Linked DNA regions of Mus musculus: all the other regions are linked to region 1. Evidence: chromatin contacts called from public HiChIP or PLAC-seq and promoter capture Hi-C data. All regions are on one chromosome and are shown on one strand. The core of a region is the stretch at or near the end of the contact, and the rest is flanking DNA. Distances in the headings are between cores, read along the strand shown.

Region 1 (4,536 bases), core at 726-3,225:
ACAAACAAAAACAAGATGCCCAAAGCCCTGTTCCAAACAGGTGCTTCCTTCCCTGGTGCACGCAGGGTTGACCCCACCCTTATTTTCTGTACCACTCACCACCGGCTCAAACACCAAATGATTCAGATTTCTAACGCACTTAGTATTTGTCATCCCCATTCCAAACACAGGTAGCTCTACAAGGCCAGGGACTTCCAGCTGGCTTTGTACTCTCAACTCAGCATCTTCGTCTCATAATAGGTCCTGAGCAGTTATTTTTGACCTAATTAGTTACCCCTAAAGACTAGACAAAGGGTGCACAAGTTTTGGCTGGTAAACGATTAATGGGGCAGCTAAGGAGGCAGGTGTCTCTATTTCTATTAGAGATGCGAAATGGAAACTTCCCTGGGTTACAGAGATCAAAAAACAGACGACTGGGGGTTCAAACTTCACATCTGACTGAGGCCTTACTCTAGTTACTTTTAAAAAGTTAAACAAACAAACAGGCCCCGTGTTGTGGTTCATGCCTTTAATGTGAGCACTCACAAAGCGGAGGCAGGTTGATCTCTGTGAGTTCAAGGCCAGCCTGTTCTACATACTGATTTCCAGGACAGCCAGGGCTGCTGTATATTCAGACCCTGTCTGAAAAAAAAAAAAAAATAGTAACAATCCCATGCTATCTAGCTTATAGTATAGAACAGGTGTATCTCTTTCACCATGTAAACAAAGGTCTGCTTGAGGATACTCTATCTGTGCAGAAGGTAATATAAGTCACACAGACTAGGGTGTGTGACCTGTTTCTGGGTGTCACTGTCCATACAGTCTCATCTAGAAAGCCAAGAGACTAACACAGTAACCTCTGTGAATGACTGCGACATTTAATTTTTTTAAATGTCTTTCAGACCAGGCATGGGTTTCAAGTGGCAGTAACCCCAGTATGTGAGGCTGTGGCTGGAGGACCTGGCATTCTGAGCCACCTGGAGACTAGCATTGAACCTGACCACTTTGTGTAACTTTCCCTTGGTTGTTCTAACTTTCAAAAATGATAGAGAATATGTATGCAATTGTTGGAAAATCTTTATTTAAAAAAAAATCCCATTTGAGATATTTAGACAGCTTTTACAGAAGAAACTGTCTAAAAGCACACTTGCCAAAATATTTTTTTAGTGATGTATGTTACATACATAGTAATGCTACGTACTTTCTTGTTTGATTTCACAAATCTGACGGATGCACACCATTTTCCACGAGAACACAAAAAAGCTATGGTTTGAGAGGGATTACGTAAATTGCCCAGGGATCATAGTTGGTTATTATATGGGGCCATGAGGTCTGCTTCCAAAGCCGAATGCATCAAAGCCTCAGCTTCTATAACACACTTCATTTGAACAACCCCTATTCTCAAGAGAAAGAAAGAAGTGTCCTTGAGAGTTAGGAGCTGAATGGCACAAAACAGCTTTTTATGCAGTACACTTGGGAGAACCGGGCTTGAGCACGCCCTTTTCGAGGAAGATACTGTGCTAGATTAGTCAGTCATGTGTTAATCTGCCTCAAAAGATATGAAGGACCATATTATGGCCATGTTTCAGACAAGAAAGCCGAGACTATGCAGAGTGGAACAAGTTTCTCTAAACCAAGGGGGAAGCCGTCCGATCCCTTTGACCACTGAGCCGAAGGCCGAAGTTGAAGGGCCAAGGGCTGTGCGGCTCGGGGCCGGTGTCCAGCACACGGAGGGAGCTGGGCGGCCCCGCGTGTGCCCACGCGAGATGCGGCTGCCCCGGCCCACAGTCCCGCCCGGCCCCACTCACGATGTGCGACACGCGTTTGGGGTCGTTGTACTGAAGCAGATACTCCCGTTTAAGCCGGGCCCTTATGCTCAAGCGCTCGACCTGCGCCCTTCTGGTCTCCGGAGACACGTCATACTCGGCAGGGTCGAGGGTACTGGGGAGAGTGGCCAGGGGCGCAGGCTTATACTTGGAACCCGACATCTTGACTCCCGGCGCACATCTGCGCCTGCGCGGATATGAGGGCTGCCCTCTCGAGTCTGACCTTCAGGCTCAGGAAGTGCGCCTGCGCGCGCACAAGGCGCTCTGGCAGGAAGGGGCGGGAGAGGGGTGGGGTTCGAGGCTGGGTGGAGCCTTTGCCAATCCTCCTTCACGCCCTCGTCCCGCGTATTCTGCGCGTGCGCACTGCTTCTCGTTTTGCCTCCTCTTGTCTGGTGGTAAACTCCTTTTCTCTCTGTGCTACTACTTGTTTGCAGAACTGATTTCCTGAAGTTGAGTAGACTAGAGGAGACTGGGAAACTGGGTTGTCTGTGACTCCTGAAGTCCTACAGTCCAGGGTGGGTTCTTCCAACCTGGGTGACCTTGTCATTAGTCAAGGTCATTAGTGTCTCCCAAATTTCCTTTTTCTTACCCTGGAGAAATGACCTTGACTCTGCACTCCTAGCAAGGTTGTTGGAATTAAATGAGACATTGAAAACAATGAAATTGCTTTTCAAACATTTCCCTAGCTACGCCCCACCCCAAACAAAAAAGAGAATAAGCTTTCTAAAGGTTACCACTTTAGGACCAATCCACTGTTAACCCCAAAGATGGGAGGAGAAAGACCACCGACTCAGATCATCTCGTCCAGATTAATTAAAGTCAGGTTTTTATTCCTGTACACGAGCTGCCTCCCCCTGCCTCCTCCTAAGGCAAGGTTCATTGGATGTGAGGAAGGCTTTTATAGCTCAGAGGTAGAGGAGTTCTAAATGGGGGATTTGTGGCAAAATAGGAGTTACAGGAGCAGAATATAGGCATAATAAGTTAGTCTCCTGAAACAAAGACACAAAGGCAGTCATAACAGCAGGTAGTCATACAAGGTACCCATACAAACCTTTTGCAAGATAAACATTAACTTTTTGAAACAAAAATGTGAGTGCTATTCCTGGAACAGGCAGTACAGAACCATTTGTAGTTAAGGTTACAGGTGGGGCATAGCCCAATCTTTGATTAATTAACAGCTTTAATTCATCAAGTTAATTTGTTTAACTTAGTTTGTCTTTACTATCAGATGGCTTTTAAACCTAAGATGGAGGCAGACTGGTTCTTCACCACCTAAGTATAAGCTTATCTTTTGAAGACATAAAATACTGTTTAAAAGGAGAGTGGGGTTACAGAGCAAGTTTTACCTGGCTGTAGTAGATCAGAAAATAATAAAGAATGAAACTCCTGAGTAAATACCTTAGTGAAAATGCAAACAAAACAAAACAAAAACACCTCTCTTAAATCCTCAGCACTCCTCAGGTGCTGAAAGTAAAAGACATCCTTTCAGATAGGAAAGTAACAAGCAGAATAACAGTGCATTCCCGCAAACCCTTGGGAGGCTGAGGCAGGAGCTCTGAGCTCAAGGCCGGCCTGGGGTACACCACAAACCTCTGTTTCAAGAGAATAAGAACAGGAAAGATGATTTGGAGAGTAAATGAAGGTAACATGCAGCTCTCAGCATCTCTGCACCTCCCGCTCCCATCCCCCCTCCAATGCTCCACCCCCTGTCACCACCCCTCCTTACTCCCTCCCACTCACACTCCTCACTCCCCCACCCCCACCCCCACACACTATCACTAAGGGGAAAGATCAACTTCAAGGCACACAGCAGGGTCCTTAGCTTCCCATAAAACACTCCTCAGGAGGCAACAATGGAAACAATAACACCAACAAGGAAAGCTAGATCAAAAAAGAGCTTCAACTTGGCTCAAACTTCCGGGGACATGTAGGTATGTGGGGGGAGTGGTTGCTAGGCAGTGACAGGGCCTAGAAAGTGTTGGCACTGAAGTGATGAGCAACAGCACTGCTGTCAAATTTATTCAACACTCTAATACTGTTTTAAAATATTTATTAAGCACCCCTGCATGAAGCATACCTTACACCATTCCGTCTTAGTCAATCTTCTGGGCTCAGTAGAGAAATTACACAAGAAATGGAAGCTGGATCCTTGTTATCCGCCCCCCCCACCCCCCCACCCCCCCACCCCCCCGTAGCTGACAGTCATGCAGTGAACAGGCAGAGCAGGATATCTGCAAAGTAGTTCCATGTCCAAATGAATATGAAGCTAAATCGACTCATAAGAAAGCCTGCTTCAGGGCAGTAGAAAAATTATTACACTCAATTTAAAGAAGGGGGGCGGGAGGGACGGGGATGGAGAAGGGGAGGAGAGGGGAAATGGGGGGGGGGAAGAAAGTTGTTCTCAAAGATGCAGGTTTAGGATGTAAAATTCTAAATAATAAATAAGATTTTAAAAAACCCTTTTAAGACATTGATATGGGAAGAGAAGGTGAAAAGAATAAAGGAATTCAGGGAGTATGTGAGTATAAGCTGCCCATTTACAAAGTTGGAAAGGGATGTATTTGTGAAAGAGAAGCATTATTAAAGTGAAATATTTGCATGCGTTTAAGGGGTTATTCCTGTGCTTTTGAGTTCTCATAAACATGACTCAAGATGACTGTTAAAGGCCTGGGATTTGGCTTTGTTTTGCAGGGACATACAATTCACTGAGTGCTTACTGTGTATCACATGC
Region 2 (4,536 bases), core at 628-3,127, 1.7 Mb before region 1:
CTCGTGTTCGCTCTTTTTCAACACTTTCTCCTTATCTTCAGGGGAGACATTAAACATACACATTCACACAGAAATAAGAGAGAATTTACATAGCTGATCCTCAGTATCCCTGTAGGTTGATTCTAGAAACGTCTGAGCATGCTACCTCCAGAGATGTCCCTAATAAGCTTAGGACTTTCACATAAGCTACCCATGTTCTCACATATGCTTTTTAGTTGTTCATTTTTTTGTTTTGTTTTATTTTTTGTTTTTGAGACCTTAGGTAGTCCTGGCTGTCCTGAAACTCCTGGTGTAGACCAGGGTGGCCTTGAACTCACAGAGATCTGCCTGCCCCTGCCTCCAGAGTGCTACAATTAAAGGCATGTGCCACTACTATAAATGCATTGGTTCGCCTTCCATAGACTTTATTTGAATAAACCATAGGGTATGGGACTGTTGTGTAAATTTTCTCAAGACTGAAACATTCCACCCTGCAAAGAAGTTCCTTAAGCAAGAAGGTAAACAACTCAAAATAGCTTCAGGAAATCCCAGAAACTGACCAGACTCATAGGCCCCTCCCTGAATGAATAAACAATAGAGACTGTTGGGAAGAGTCCTCCTGAGACTCCCAGAACAGAGCTGCTGTGAGGACTCATTAAAGGTCTGCATAGGAGACTCTTAGACAAAACAAGCTGTGAAGAAAACTTAAACCACCAGAGAAGCTGCCTGCAGGAAGTGAACTCTAAGCTCCACTTAGGAGGAAGTTTAGACCAACTGAGCCACCTGGAAAGAACACTCCCTAACCTATTGAGCTGCCTGTAGGTGTGCAGTGAGCTCCAGGTTCCCAGCTTTGTGAGCTGTCACCCATGCTAGGTGGGCTTTGGTGATGCAGTTGCCTTTGAGTCGTTTCCCATATTCCTGTAAGTAAATCCAATAACCAATACCAATGCAATAAGTAATGCATTGGTTCACCAAGTTGGCCCTTGGTGGTATCTGTTGTAGGCTCCTGGTCAAATGCATACAGAGGACCTGAACAGTTATTTCTGGCATTCTGGAATAGCAGGCTGGTGATAGGAGAAGCTAATCAGAACTCTAAAGAAGGGAGCTTAAGTTTTAGCATAGGAATATAATTTGGTTATTAGAAATCACATTTCTAGTCTGGGCATGCTGGTACACACTCACAATCTAGCACTTAAATGGTAGTGGTAGGGGTAGGGGTATTATGAGTTCAAGGCCAACCAATGGCACATGGCAAGATCCTGTCTCAAAGGGGTGGTGGTGGGGAAACCTATGTTTTGTAATGGTTTTGAATCTCTCATTTCAATGACATTGAATAATGGTTATTGTATAGTTAAATGGTGAAACCCCCGGCCCCCCAAAAGAAACAAGATCAAAAAGTTTAGAATGTATATTCATTTGCTGACTCTCAGAAAAGAATGCATGAAAATGCCCCCATTGAGGACATTAGTGTGGCACCACCTGCCTTTAATCCCAGTAGAGGAAGGAGGATCTCTGCGAGTTTGAGGTCAGCCTATGGAGCTAGTTCCAGGACAGACAAGGATACAAGGAATAACCCTGTCTCTAAAATCAACCAAACACACACACACACACACACACACACACACACACACACACACACACACCAAAAACCAAAACCAAAACCAAACCAAACCCCACCAAACTATCTTCAGATAATTTTTCTTTGACTTTCCTCTTTAAAGTCATATATTACTTTTGTAGTCCTTAAAAATAAGTCAACGGAATCTTTATTTACAACATTAAAATGGCTTGGAGTCGAGATCGGTGGTGGAGCACTTGCCTAGCGTGCACAAGGTTCTGGATTTCCTCCTCAATCCCAACCCCCACACTTTGTTTCTTCTCTCAACTGGGTCTGCTGGGAAATTCTCAGATGGAGTCGAACCGCGACCTCATCAGCGGCTGGACTCATACGAGGCTCTCTCCGCCACTGTGGGATGGAGGGAGTCTGTGGACCGCACTCTCCCACAGACAGAGAGCCACACTCGCGTGGGCTCTCGTCGGAAGCATGCAGGGATCGGTTTGGAAACCTGCTGGTTCTACCCTTGCACCCGAGCCTTGCCCTGTTTCCCCTGCCCCGGCTCACCTGCTTTTTTTAGGAACTTCACCTCGTAGGTGTCCGGGGCGCTGGGGCCCACGGGCTGGACAGAGCACTCCCCACCTCCCGAGGCCCGGCTCTGGAAGTATATCTCGAGCTTCCTGTGCGCCTTGGGGATGGACTCCCGCAGCCGTACGAGTAGCGGGGACGGCGGGTCGGGACTGGAAGCCATGGCTATCCGCGTCTGGCTCGTTTGGGGCTCAGGGGCGCTGCACAGACAGGGAAGAGCAAAGGCGAGCCCTGCCCTAAAGACCCGAGAGGCAAAGTTTCAGTTTCGATTCCCCAGAAGGTCCCTCCTTGTTCTCCGCAGAGCCGCCGCCTGTCTTGCTCTGCCATCTCTCAGAGCCATCACCCGGTGAGTAGTTCGCACGCTCGGCGGTGGGCGCTCAGAGGAAGTTTCCCTACGGTGGCAGGTCGCCCTTCTATTCTTGCAGGATCGGAAGTTTGGCGGGAACCCGGATCCCAGGTTCAGGCCTCTCAAGGGTGGAGCGGAATAGAGGGGTAAAGAGTTTCACCTGTTTGTACTTTTTGAAATGATTGTTGTAACTAGTATTTACTGAGATGCGGTTCTGATTTCAAGTGGAGAGAGTTTACCTGCTTGGTGACCTGTACTTTTCCTGTTAGCTGGGCACCTTAGGGATTTTCTGCTCGAGGGCCTTAAGTTAGCGAATAGCACAGATCGGCTTGCTTCCCTGAGTCCCTAGAGAGGGAGGTAACGAGGAACTGAGCACAGAAGCAGTCAGTACCTGTGAACAAAGCAAAAGCCAAAGAGCAGGTTTCAAGAGGTATCTTAAGGGGTTGGGGGAGGGGAGGAAAGTATTCTAGGCTGGGACAGCAGTAGCCTAAAGTCCAGAGGGCTGGGTTCCAGGCCAGGGAGAGGAAGAGGAAGGGTCTGTAAGATCTATAGCGTCAACAGAAATAAAGTGGGGATTATGTGTGTTAATTCTAAAGGTTAACACCATAGTTTAGCTCATAGGTGATGGTTAATCTTGGTTGTCATTTTGACTGCGTCTGGAATCAGCTAAAACCCCAGCTAGCTGGGTAGTGCTTGTGAGCGATTTTCTTGATTGGGTCTTTTGAGACTGGAAGACCCGCCCTAAATCTGGGTCACGCGTCCTGGTAGCAGCCTATATAAAAGGACAAGGAAAAAGGAAGTTTTGCTTTTGGCCTGCTTGCCTCAAGACAGACAAGTGCACCCCAAAGCAACCTCTCAGCTGCAGCCTCCAAGGAACCTTAGAGGTCTTTCTTGTGTGAAAGCAATACTGCCCTCTGCAGGCTCCCCGGATCCTGTCCGGCCAGTTTGGGGTTAGTATTCGAGTGACTCCTGGATGGGCATGGCCAGCTGTGCTCTCGTGTTGTACAGTGTTTTTCTACTGCAAAGACATTACAGATCATCCCAGAGACTATTGTAAGTGTTAGTCATGAGTCTAACATTTCATAATTTTAGTTTTTAGGCTACTAGGTTAAAATCATGAGAAAGTGCGATTTCCCAGAGCTTCAGATTTTTATCCAGACATCCTTAGGTCAGAGTTGTTTATCACAGATTCAGAACACAGCCCGTGCAGGTTCAAGCAGTTTCCTCAGTCTTCACACGCCCGGTGGGACGCACCACTGTTGAGAAGGCTGCTCCTTAGGTGGTTTGCCTGGTCTCAGCACTTTGTTACCATTTTCTAAGTGTACCAACACCTTCAAGACCTCACTTCTGTAAAGCGTTTCCTATTCCAGCCCCTCCAGCCCCCCCCCCCCCCACTCCAACTAAAATTCCCTGAAGGTAAACAGTATTAATGCTATAATCACATGGTCATCCTCACCATTGACATGAAAAACTCTAAACAGCAGAATTTTCTTTCAGGTCTCCTATGGTTTATTTCTTCTTCTTCTTCTTCTTCTTCTTCTTCTTCTTCTTCTTCTTCTTCTTCTTCTTCTCCTTCTCCTTCTCCTTCTCCTCCTCCTCCTCCTCCTCCTCCTCCTCCTCCTCCTCCTCCTCCTTCTTCTTTTTTTCCCAAACAGGGTCTTTTTTTTTCTGTGTAGTCCTGGCTGTCATAGAACTTGTAGACCAGGCTGGCCTCAAACTCAGCTGTCTCTGTCTCCCAGCAATGGGATCAAAAGCGTCAGCCTCCTATGTTGTATTCCTAGAAGATCCCCCTTGGCTTTAGTCATTGGTGGCACAAGCCTTTAAAACTAGTATCCAGGTGTCTTCATCTCCATAGCACGTTCCAGACCAGGCAAGAGTAACTTGATGTGACCTTATCTCAAAAACAGTAACCAAAACCCAAGTTGCCTCCGCTTTGGCCAGCTCTTATTGCGTTCTTTCTATCTGTTCCCAGAAACAGGCCACCATCTCCTCGATCTACAGACTACACTTGGAAACACAAACAAATATAAATATCTGAAGACCCACGTGGGACCTGAAGAATGGCCTA
Region 3 (4,536 bases), core at 677-3,176, 1.1 Mb after region 1:
GCAAACAACTAACCAGGACACTATCTTCCTTTGGTGCAATGAAAGCCTGCTTCATGGATCTCTAGCTGTTCAAAGTATGTTAAATCCCACTTTTAAATCTATCTCTTTGGGGTATCACTTCTGCCTTCATTCATGAGAAACCTCCTGTGCTTGGTGATTGCTCTAGTCTGTTCTCTGTTGTGATTAACCCCATGACCAGAAGCAGCCAGGCCAGGAGAGATTGTATTTAACCTTACATGTTCGATGTTTGGGTTCATCATTGAGGAAAGCCAAGGCAGGAATTCAAGCAGAGACCACAAAGGAACACTGATTGCTGTCTTGCTTGCTTTACTTTCTTATATAACCCAGAACCACCTGTTCTGGGAGTTGCATCATCTAATGTGTGATGGCTTTCCCATATCAATTACTAATCAAGAAAATCAGTTCATAGGCTGGTCTGATGGAGATGATACCTCAATTGATGACTCTAGTCTATGTCAAGTTGACAAAAACTAACTGGTATAATGGTTTAAAAAAGACTGTGAACTCAAAGTGTGCCTGTGTGGAAGGACTGGGAGTGGTGATAACTGTGTGTAGTTTAGTGGCTATTTGTAGCAGGTAGGATAGGCCCTGATTCCTTTCCTTAGCACTAAACAGTAAGTAAATACACAAATAAATGAAAACATTTTAAAATTGTTAACTTGTATCTGTTTGAACTCCATGGGACAGAAGGGAGACCAGTCTTCTACTGAGAGATTTCAGTGTTTCTTCTGCCAGGGTATAGTAGTCTCAGCACCTCCCAGTGCTCTTCAGAGGGGTCAGCATGATGCAGGAGGCTCGGACTACAGGCTCCAAATTCCATCACAGTGGTGACACAGATAAGTGGCATCAAAATGGTCCTAGGCCTGTTTAAAGCCCAGTACCTCAGGACTGATTCAGTTTGCTCCTTTTTAGAGCAGCGCTTTTCACCCTTCCTAATGTTGCCGCCCTTTAATACAGTTCCTCATGTCGTGGTAACCACCAACCATAAAGTTATTTCCTTGTTGCTTCATAGCTGTAATTCTGCTACTGTTACGAACTATAAATATCAAATATGCAACTCCACACGGGGGTCGCGACCCACAGGCTGAGCACCCTTGCTTCACTTGCGATGGATCAGGTGATTTTCATGTAGCTTCTCAGAGAGAGCTGGCAGCATGCAGACTGTTGTGCGCCTATGAAGACCTCACCATTAGTTTTCTATCAATTTTAGCCTAATTTGATTATTATGATTATATTTGAAATATTATGATTCGCATAATATCATTTGGTCTTTAATTTGGTACAATGCATGGCTGAGCAGGCTATAACCTATCAGGACTTTAGACTTTCTTGAGGATGTGTCTAACCCTTGCCCCAGGATGGCTATAAAATCAACCCAACACAAACTGTAAACTTACTTAAACTACTATGAAGGCTGAAGTGGTTTTGTGTGTGTGTGTGTGTGTGTGTGTGTGTGTTTGTGTGCTCGATTTCAGGGTTCTCAAACATGAACTTTATAAATGACAATGTCGCCTGGTAGTGTCACGCAAAATAAACATGTAACTGTAGACTTCTGGATTCTATGATGTGGCCTGAAGCCACCCTTCATTTAATGTTGCCCAGAGAAGTCAAAAGGTTGCACATTCCTGTAAGTCCAAAGCGTCACTTTCCTGCTCTGTAAAGCACTGGGATATGATCTCTTTTCCAGGTTCCGGTGATGTCCCCGGGGATGGAATCTGAGAAGCGCCCGGAGCCTAACTAGTTATCCTCAGTACGGTTTGTGATCTAAAGACTACGGTGTGCACCCCTTTTAATTCTCAAGCTCCCGCAGCGCGTGGTGGGATTGGCCGGAGGGAGGCTGCACCAGGTCTTGAGAGAACCGGGCAGACCCGCCCCCTCGATGGCGCTGCGCGCGAGGCGGAGCCGGGGCTGCAGAGCCGCCTCCCGGCGGCGCAGGCGGTCCACGAGCGCGATCCCCGGGGCTGCTCCTCACCACCTCCCCTTCCCCGGGCGGCCTCCCGGTGGCCGCGTCCGGGGTGAGTACGCCGGGCCCGAGCTCCGCTGCTGCGCGCTCCGAGCGGCCATCGTCGGGCTGTGAGCCGGGTGGGTCCACGGGATGGTGCCGGGCGGACGCGGAGCCTGCGCGCTCAGGCCTCGGCGCTGCTGTCCTGCCGGCCGAGCGAGCGGCGGGCGAGCTGGGGGCCTGCAGAGGCCCACCTTGGCGGGGCTCCGGCTCCCGTGCCGGCGCCCCAGAGCTCAGAGCTGGGGAGATGTTGCGCGCAGCGGGGAGATGCAGGGTGCATCCGGCCGCGTCCCGCGTCCGGGTGCTTGCGTCTCCCGGCGCCTCTACCTGGAAAAGGCCCATCCTTCTCGGTCAGGGTCAGACAGCCTTTCACCTGGGGAAACAGCTCATCTGATCTGTACTTCCATGCCTGAAAGGGCCCGAGATACCTTCGGCCAAGCCAGGGGCACTCACATGGGGTTTGAAGGGCTTGAGACCCACCTGCTGTGTGTAGGTCGGGCACCTGTTCCCTCCAGGGTCTGTGGATCTGCATCACTGGATCTTCTGGTTTCCCTTAGATAAGGGCGATTGGTTAGGAGTTCGGGTGCTGAAGGGTGTGGGAGAGAAGTATCTAGAGAAGGCCTTTGCGGGGAGGTAACCTTAGGAGGGTATTAGCCAAGTCTGGTGCCTGTGGGTTGCAAAGTGTTCAGAAGTGAGCCAGGAGGCAGGAGGATGTGGGGGTGCTCCGGGCGCGGGCTGATCTCCCCAGTGGTTTGGTAATGAAAGAGCAGACAGAAGGTGGTAATTTGAGAGTTGAAAAAAGGTCTCTCGGTCTCATTTAAAAAAATTCATTAACTGGTGTGTGTGTGTGTGTGTGTGTGTGTGTGTGTGTAATGAATCTTCAGAGGATATATGAAACTCAAGGAATGTCAGATATGATTCAGTTTGAGAAAGTGAAATTCAAGATAGAGTTGAAGGCTGCCGGCCCCGCTCCCCCCCCGCCCCCCCCCCCATGCCAGAGCGTGGAGGAATGCACCTCCTGGGAAGGAAACACTGCGTTGTTGATGGTCTTTTCTTTTCTTTTCTTTTCTTTTCTTTTCTTTTCTTTTCTTTTCTTTTCTTTTCTTTTCTTTTTTCTTTTCTCTTCTCTTCTCTTCTCTTCTCTTTTCTCTTTTCTCTTTTCTTTTCTTTTCTTTTCTTTTCTTTTTTCTTAACAGTAATAATGATTTTGACATTTTTCTTTAGGATTTTTCTTTTTTATTGCATATTTTCTTCATTTACATTTCAAATGCTATCCCCAAAGTCCCCTATTACCCCCCACCCCCACCCACCCACTCAACTCCCACTTCTTGGCCCTGGCTTTCCCCTGTACTGGGGCATATAAAGTTTGCTAGACCAAGGGTCCTCTCTTCCCAATGATGGCCAATTAGGCCATCTTCTGCTACATATGCAGCTAGAGACACAAACTCTGGGGGGTACTGGTTAGTTCATATTGTTGTTCCACCATTAGGGTTGCAGACCCCTTCAGCTCTTGGGTACTTTCTCTAGCTCCTACATTGGGGGTTTTCTTTTCTTCTGTTCTTAAAGTGAATTTTTAAGAACAGATTTGGCCTCTGTGTGGACACTGAAAACTCCGTGAAATAGCACAAACCCCTGACCGCATTTGAGAGAGGTCCACAACTTTGATGGGGGACGGGGGCATCTCAAAATCAATTGCTGACCATGCCGAACTGTTTGGTGAAGAATAGGTAGGGAGGGCCGTAACGGCGGCTCCGTTACTACATTCTGTGTGCCACTTGATATAGGTATTTAGTCCCTTCTCTGAGCTGTGCTGGTAATAGTGTGTGCCTTGGGAACCAAACACCAAACAAACGTCTCTTGGAAGTCCTTTTATCCATACTGGGACCATCCAAAGAAAGTCAGCCTAGAACTCATGAATGCAGTCCAGACTGGCCTGGAACTGGGTGGGTAATCCTCCTGCTTCAGTCTTAGTGCTGGTATTATAACTGTGAACCATTGGCGACTTCTGGCTATTTTTTTTTTTTTTTCTTTTTAAAGACCATCAGAGTTACCCAGGTTCCTGTTTAAAATACAAATTTCTTGGCTCCACCCCAGACCATTGAAACAATGGGTGTGGACCCAGGAATAGGTATTTTAAGAAGAGTACAGAGGGTACACAGTACAGGCTTCTCTGGCTAATGCTGAAGTACACACACACACACACACACACACACACTCACACTGAGGATAAAAGTATGTGTGTAGATAGGGGTTTGAAAGGCATTTTTAGAACAGGTCCTCTTAACATTTATTTGATCAAGTTGCCACCAGCTTTATGCAACTGATCATTACTGTCCCCTGTCTATAATAATGTCATTTAAAAATTTTAGGATATTTTAAAGGACAACTAGTTATTTTTTACTTTTAAAAATTATTTATAACAGCTTTGTTTCTGGTAATGAGCCATACCAACAGTGAATTAGAAACACAGCTTCCTTAAATTTGTCTCAGTGACTATTTCTGCTGTTTTGTAC
Region 4 (4,536 bases), core at 670-3,169, 1.1 Mb after region 1:
CCCCGTAAAAACAAGCAGAGACAAACATTTTGTTCTTAACCACTGTGGTTAAGATGTGTACTTGGGGCTCTGTCAAGTTTTAAAAGGGGGGAAAAAAAACCCAACAAACAACTCAGTCCAAGTGATTTTATTTCAAAAAGACCTCTCCGGAGTGTTGTTGAGATTTAAACGAATTGACTTCAGTTATGCCTCAATTTCAGAGTCGGTTTTGAAAACCAGTAGTTCCCCTGAAGCTCTGAAATACTAAGCCATTTGTCCTAATGACACAGCAGACTCTGGACTCCCGAATACCACAGGAATATCACACCACTGCAAATTGCTAGGGGTGCTGAGTCTTCAAAAAGGGGAAATGAAACAAAGGCCCTGCACTGTTTCTGGGATGCACACTTGATATGGACAAACCCAGTTGTTTCAGGGAGAGTTTTCCTGAGGCAGAATTATTCTGAGCAGTTACATGGCCCTAAGTGTTCTTTTGTTGTATTTATCTATGTATAATGATAGATATGAGATATGTGTAGTGGGCTCTTTTCTCTTTCTCTGAAGTTTCCAAAGAAGCCTTTTTTTTTAAAGTCCAGAACCAGTCAACTTTACAAAAGGAGTCATTTCATGCCCCATTCCCCCACCTTTGCTATATTAAAAACTTTTACCCTCCAAGACGGTGTTATCCCAGTATAGTTTGTTTTCATTTTTCCCCACCCACCAAATGTTTAAACTGTTTCCACTGGCTCCTCTTTTTCTTTTTCCAAGCTGACTTAAAAAAAAAAAAACCAGAGACGCTCTTCTATATCCTAAACTCTTTTAAAGCTGAGGCCCTCTGACCTTCTTACGACACACTGCTCGCAGGACACACCAAAGGCCCCTCTGAAAAGGCAGGAGGAGGTAAAGGGTGGTGGTGGTGAGGTGGGGGGGGGGTCGGGGGAGGTACTGTATATTTGGCATCAACTCAGAAATACAGAAAATGTTTGTGCAAGCACTCCCCCAGCCAGGATTCCCCGCCCCACCCCCAGCACACTGCCTCCTACCACATTAATAAAAAAGGATGTGAGCCGGTGAAACCTTCCAGTACAGGAGGCACATTTAAGATGATCACAATGATACATCCAGAGAGATTCACCACACGTCAGTCACCCCCTCATCTTTCCCTTTCAATACCCAAAGTTTAAGACCCGAGCCTCCCTCCCGGGGCTTCAGCCTCAGAAATGGCCAGTAAACGCCACAGCTACACCACTGCTCATCCACCGCTCCTGTGACACGTCGGATGGACAGACCCAGCTCCTGCACTGTGGGGTGGAGGCGATGTGGTTAAGAACTGTCTTTTTTTTTTTTTTTTTTTTTTCCTATTAAAGTACAGTGAGCGCACGAGCCTGGAACACATTAACTTGTGAACTGCATCCAGCACACCCCAAGAGAAATCCATCGCTCTTAAACAAAAAAAAAAAAGGGGGGGGGGTACATTACCATCCTGTCCCGAACTTTCCAGATACTCCGTCAGGTCACATCCAAACGCACTGGCGGCTCCCTTTCGTTTCAGCTTCTGCTTGGCACCCTTGTTCTTCATGAGTTAGCCCCACAGAGGCTGCCCCTCCGTCTGCGCTCTCTGCTCCGCACCGCTGATGAGGGTTTCGGGGTCGGGTCACCAGGGCAGAGCGGCGCCGCGGGTCCGCATGGGCGCGCAGATTGGGCCGTGCACCGCCCCGGGCGGGTGTCACCTCCCTACTCGGGCTCCGGCGGCGTCTCCCCGCGCTTCTCGGCTGAGCCTTGCGAGGAGCCGGGGCCGGGGCGCGGCGGTTAGGGGACCGCCCCGGGGCTGAGTGTGCTCCGCCCTAGGCCCGCGCTCTGCCTTCAGAGCGCTGGAGGACCGCGAACAGCCAGCATCACGTCCCCTTGCCCGCCCTTGCGCCGTCCCTTTTTTCCTGTCTTACAAATCCCAGGATCGTCCAGCTCAGGAAGCGCTGGAAGGAAGTCAGCTCCGGAGGGGGGCGGAGGTTGGAAATTTTTGGCAGCTGTGTGTGTGTGTGTGTGTGTGTGTGTGTGTTTGTGAGTGCAGTCGAAGGAAGTAAGTGGGTGGGTTGAGCTGCGCGGGCTGGGGGAGAGATCGCGCTCTCCCGAAGTGGCTCTGCTAGTCCAGAGTATCGCCCAGGGCCGTCCCGGAGGAAATCGGCCTCGCGAGGAGCCGCGGCCGCCCGCCCGCTTCCTGCCGCCAGTCAGGCTCTTTGCACAGCGCAGGAGGCGGCGCCGGACTCTGCAGGGAGGGCTCGGGATGGGTGCTCATGGAATTGCTCTCCTTGTCATCCCAGTCCTGACACTTTCTATTTCAGTGCCTGCCTTTCTCCTCCGTCGACACTTAAGTGTAGTGACAGTAACAAAGACTGGGATTCCAGAAACCTGACCGGCAAAGCCTTTACGTTGGCCACTCCCATCTCTCTTTGCCTGGGTCTGCGGTCCCTGAAGCCCAGACGTCTCCTCTCCCACGCTGAGGTTAGGATACCCTCGGGCGAGAGAGAGGTGCAGCTTTGTAACCACTGCCCAGGAAGAAGTTATATTTCTAGTTACAAACTCAAGTTCAGGCACACACACACACACACACACACACACACACACACACACACGCACACACACATCCCGATCTTACTAACTGCAAGAGATTTGAGTAAAGAAACCAAGATTTAAGGGGCGCTGACATTTTGCCAGTCTCCCAGGTTGTTTTAAAACTTGAGGCGTATGTTTTCACCCCGGCATGTTTTTCCTGCTTTAGTTGGAATTCCTTGACTCGTGTGTACTCAGCACACAGTGAACACTTAAAGTCTTGTGCCTTGACAACTCAAAGATTAGATTAAACTTCCTGCATCCATTCAAATCCATATATAGGCTTGAAGGGTAGGTACATTCATATAGCTGGCAAAAGTATTATGTGTTGCATTTTAGTTACTGATTCCTCTTAAAAGCCATCATGGCAGTTTATGAACTTTGAACTCTGACCTTCTCTCTATGTCCAGACATAACCTGATAGCCAGCCTACCAAATTTGGCCTACAGATGTGTTTTGTTTGGAACATATTGTTTAAAAAAAAATTTAGCCAACACTAAAGAATTAAGATGTTTCTCCGTAAGAAAGCTGGATTTCTGTCGTCTCCTGTGGGAAGGAAGCTCTGCTTATACCACAAGTGCGTTCTCGTAAAACAAGGAGTGCCATACGTTAAGACACGGCGGCTGGCTTTCAAGACAAGCCTTCTAGTTTGGAGGCACCTCTGCCTGTCTGTTATTCGTCGCGTTCTCACGACCGGCCAGGAAGAACACAACAACCAGAATCTTCTACGGCAAAGCTTTATTGCTTACATCTTTTTGGGGCCAGAGTGTAAGAAGCAAGAGAGAGAGAAAAACGAAACCCCTTCTATTTAAAAGAGAACAACAATTGCCTAGGACGCATCACTCCCTGATTGGCTGCAGCCCATGGCCGAGCTGACGTTCACGGGAAAAACAGAGTACAAGTAGTCGTAAATACCCTTGGCTCATGCGCAGATTATTTGTTTACCAACTTAGAACACAGGATGTCAGCGCCATCTTGTGACGGCGAATGTGGGGGCGGCTTCCCACAGTTCCCCCTTTTTCTTTTAATAAGAGCAAATAGGCCACCCATATTAATGAGAGTGGAGATAGAGGTCAAATCCCCAGTGTGTAGGTAAAGGAGCCATGTACAGGATTAGCTCTTAGGCTTACAGGCTTTTACCCAGAGCAACCCTGACCTGCTCCCGTGTCGTTTTGCCTGGGGGAAGGGAACTAGGACACTGAACCTTCATGAAAGATGACATGTCTCCCTAGAATAGGCTCATATATGCCGCAGAGCCTTTCCATTGCAGTGCTTAGCCTTGCAACTCTCTCGGGCTGCTGAAGCACACTCACTCTATCTCGTGCAATGAGACTAGCCTCGTGAGATATAAGAGCTGAGTGGCCAGCGACCTATTGCCTAAGCATAGATATATCAGGGGAAGCTCCATGTTCTAGTCCTGCAAGCGCCTGGGCAATAACCACCTTGTCTCTCTTAGTTTGGGCCTTAAGCTTACAGACCAATCAAAGAAGCAACACTAATCCACAGCAAAGTGTATCTCCAAATAATATTAATCCCACCCAATTTTTTAAAGAAAGAAAATGCTGAGGAGATCCAATTGGGTAATCCTTTGGTCAGCGACAGGTCCAAGCGCGTGGAGTTGACCTGAAGTCTCAATTCTCGAAGGATCTGTTCAAATTCAGCCATCCAATTCTGTAACATATACTGAAAAAGACTTTTTGACAAATTAGCTGTCCTAGTAAATTTAACATACTGAATGGAAATAACACACAATCCCGGAAACTTTTGTTCACATCCCTGCTGAGTTATTTGTCATAATACATCTAGTTGTTTCTGGACAAGATCTATGAGTTGATTAACCAGCATGAGACCTCTCTGTATCTTGACATTAGCTGAGGCCTGTTCATCTATGACTGTAGTCACTGAGGCTGACAAAGTGTTAATGGTGTCAGTCATCTGGACCTGTCCAGA

Evidence for each region. Promoter capture Hi-C pulls out the DNA fragments that hold promoters and counts their contacts. HiChIP or PLAC-seq counts read pairs in DNA pulled down with a chosen protein or histone mark.
Region 2: an H3K27ac HiChIP or PLAC-seq map of double positive thymocytes shows a contact between it and region 1, with 5 times the contacts expected there. The contact joins the promoter of Parp9 here to the promoter of Ndufb4 in region 1. A contact is called at or near these places in 2 of 39 promoter capture datasets (liver and pre-B cells) and 1 of 115 datasets of contacts at active chromatin or transcription factors (double positive thymocytes).
Region 3: a promoter capture Hi-C map of the C10 cell line shows a contact between it and region 1, with 2.3 times the contacts expected there. The contact joins the promoter of B4galt4 here to the promoter of Ndufb4 in region 1.
Region 4: a promoter capture Hi-C map of pre-B cells shows a contact between it and region 1, with 4 times the contacts expected there. The contact joins the promoter of Arhgap31 here to the promoter of Ndufb4 in region 1. A contact is called at or near these places in 1 of 39 promoter capture datasets (pre-B cells) and 1 of 484 Hi-C or Micro-C datasets (pre-B cells).

Annotation. Positions count from the first base shown.
Region 1 is chr16:37,652,393-37,656,928 of GRCm38.p6, forward strand. Ndufb4 (NADH:ubiquinone oxidoreductase subunit B4) reads right to left here and starts at 1,976. Exons shown (of 3, transcript NM_026610.1): 1 at 1,788-1,976. The coding sequence starts at 1,967.
Region 2 is chr16:35,936,593-35,941,128 of GRCm38.p6, forward strand. Parp9 (poly (ADP-ribose) polymerase family, member 9) reads left to right here and starts at 1,878. Exons shown (of 11, transcript NM_030253.3): 1 at 1,878-2,468; 2 at 4,441-4,536. The coding sequence starts at 4,529. It overlaps Dtx3l (deltex 3-like, E3 ubiquitin ligase), which reads right to left and starts at 2,435. Exons shown (of 5, transcript NM_001013371.2): 1 at 2,102-2,435; 2 at 1-35. The coding sequence starts at 2,285.
Region 3 is chr16:38,740,333-38,744,868 of GRCm38.p6, forward strand. It overlaps B4galt4 (UDP-Gal:betaGlcNAc beta 1,4-galactosyltransferase, polypeptide 4), which reads left to right and starts at 1,927. Exons shown (of 7, transcript NM_019804.4): 1 at 1,927-2,036.
Region 4 is chr16:38,711,116-38,715,651 of GRCm38.p6, forward strand. It overlaps Arhgap31 (Rho GTPase activating protein 31), which reads right to left and starts at 1,920. Exons shown (of 12, transcript NM_020260.2): 1 at 1,459-1,920. The coding sequence starts at 1,558.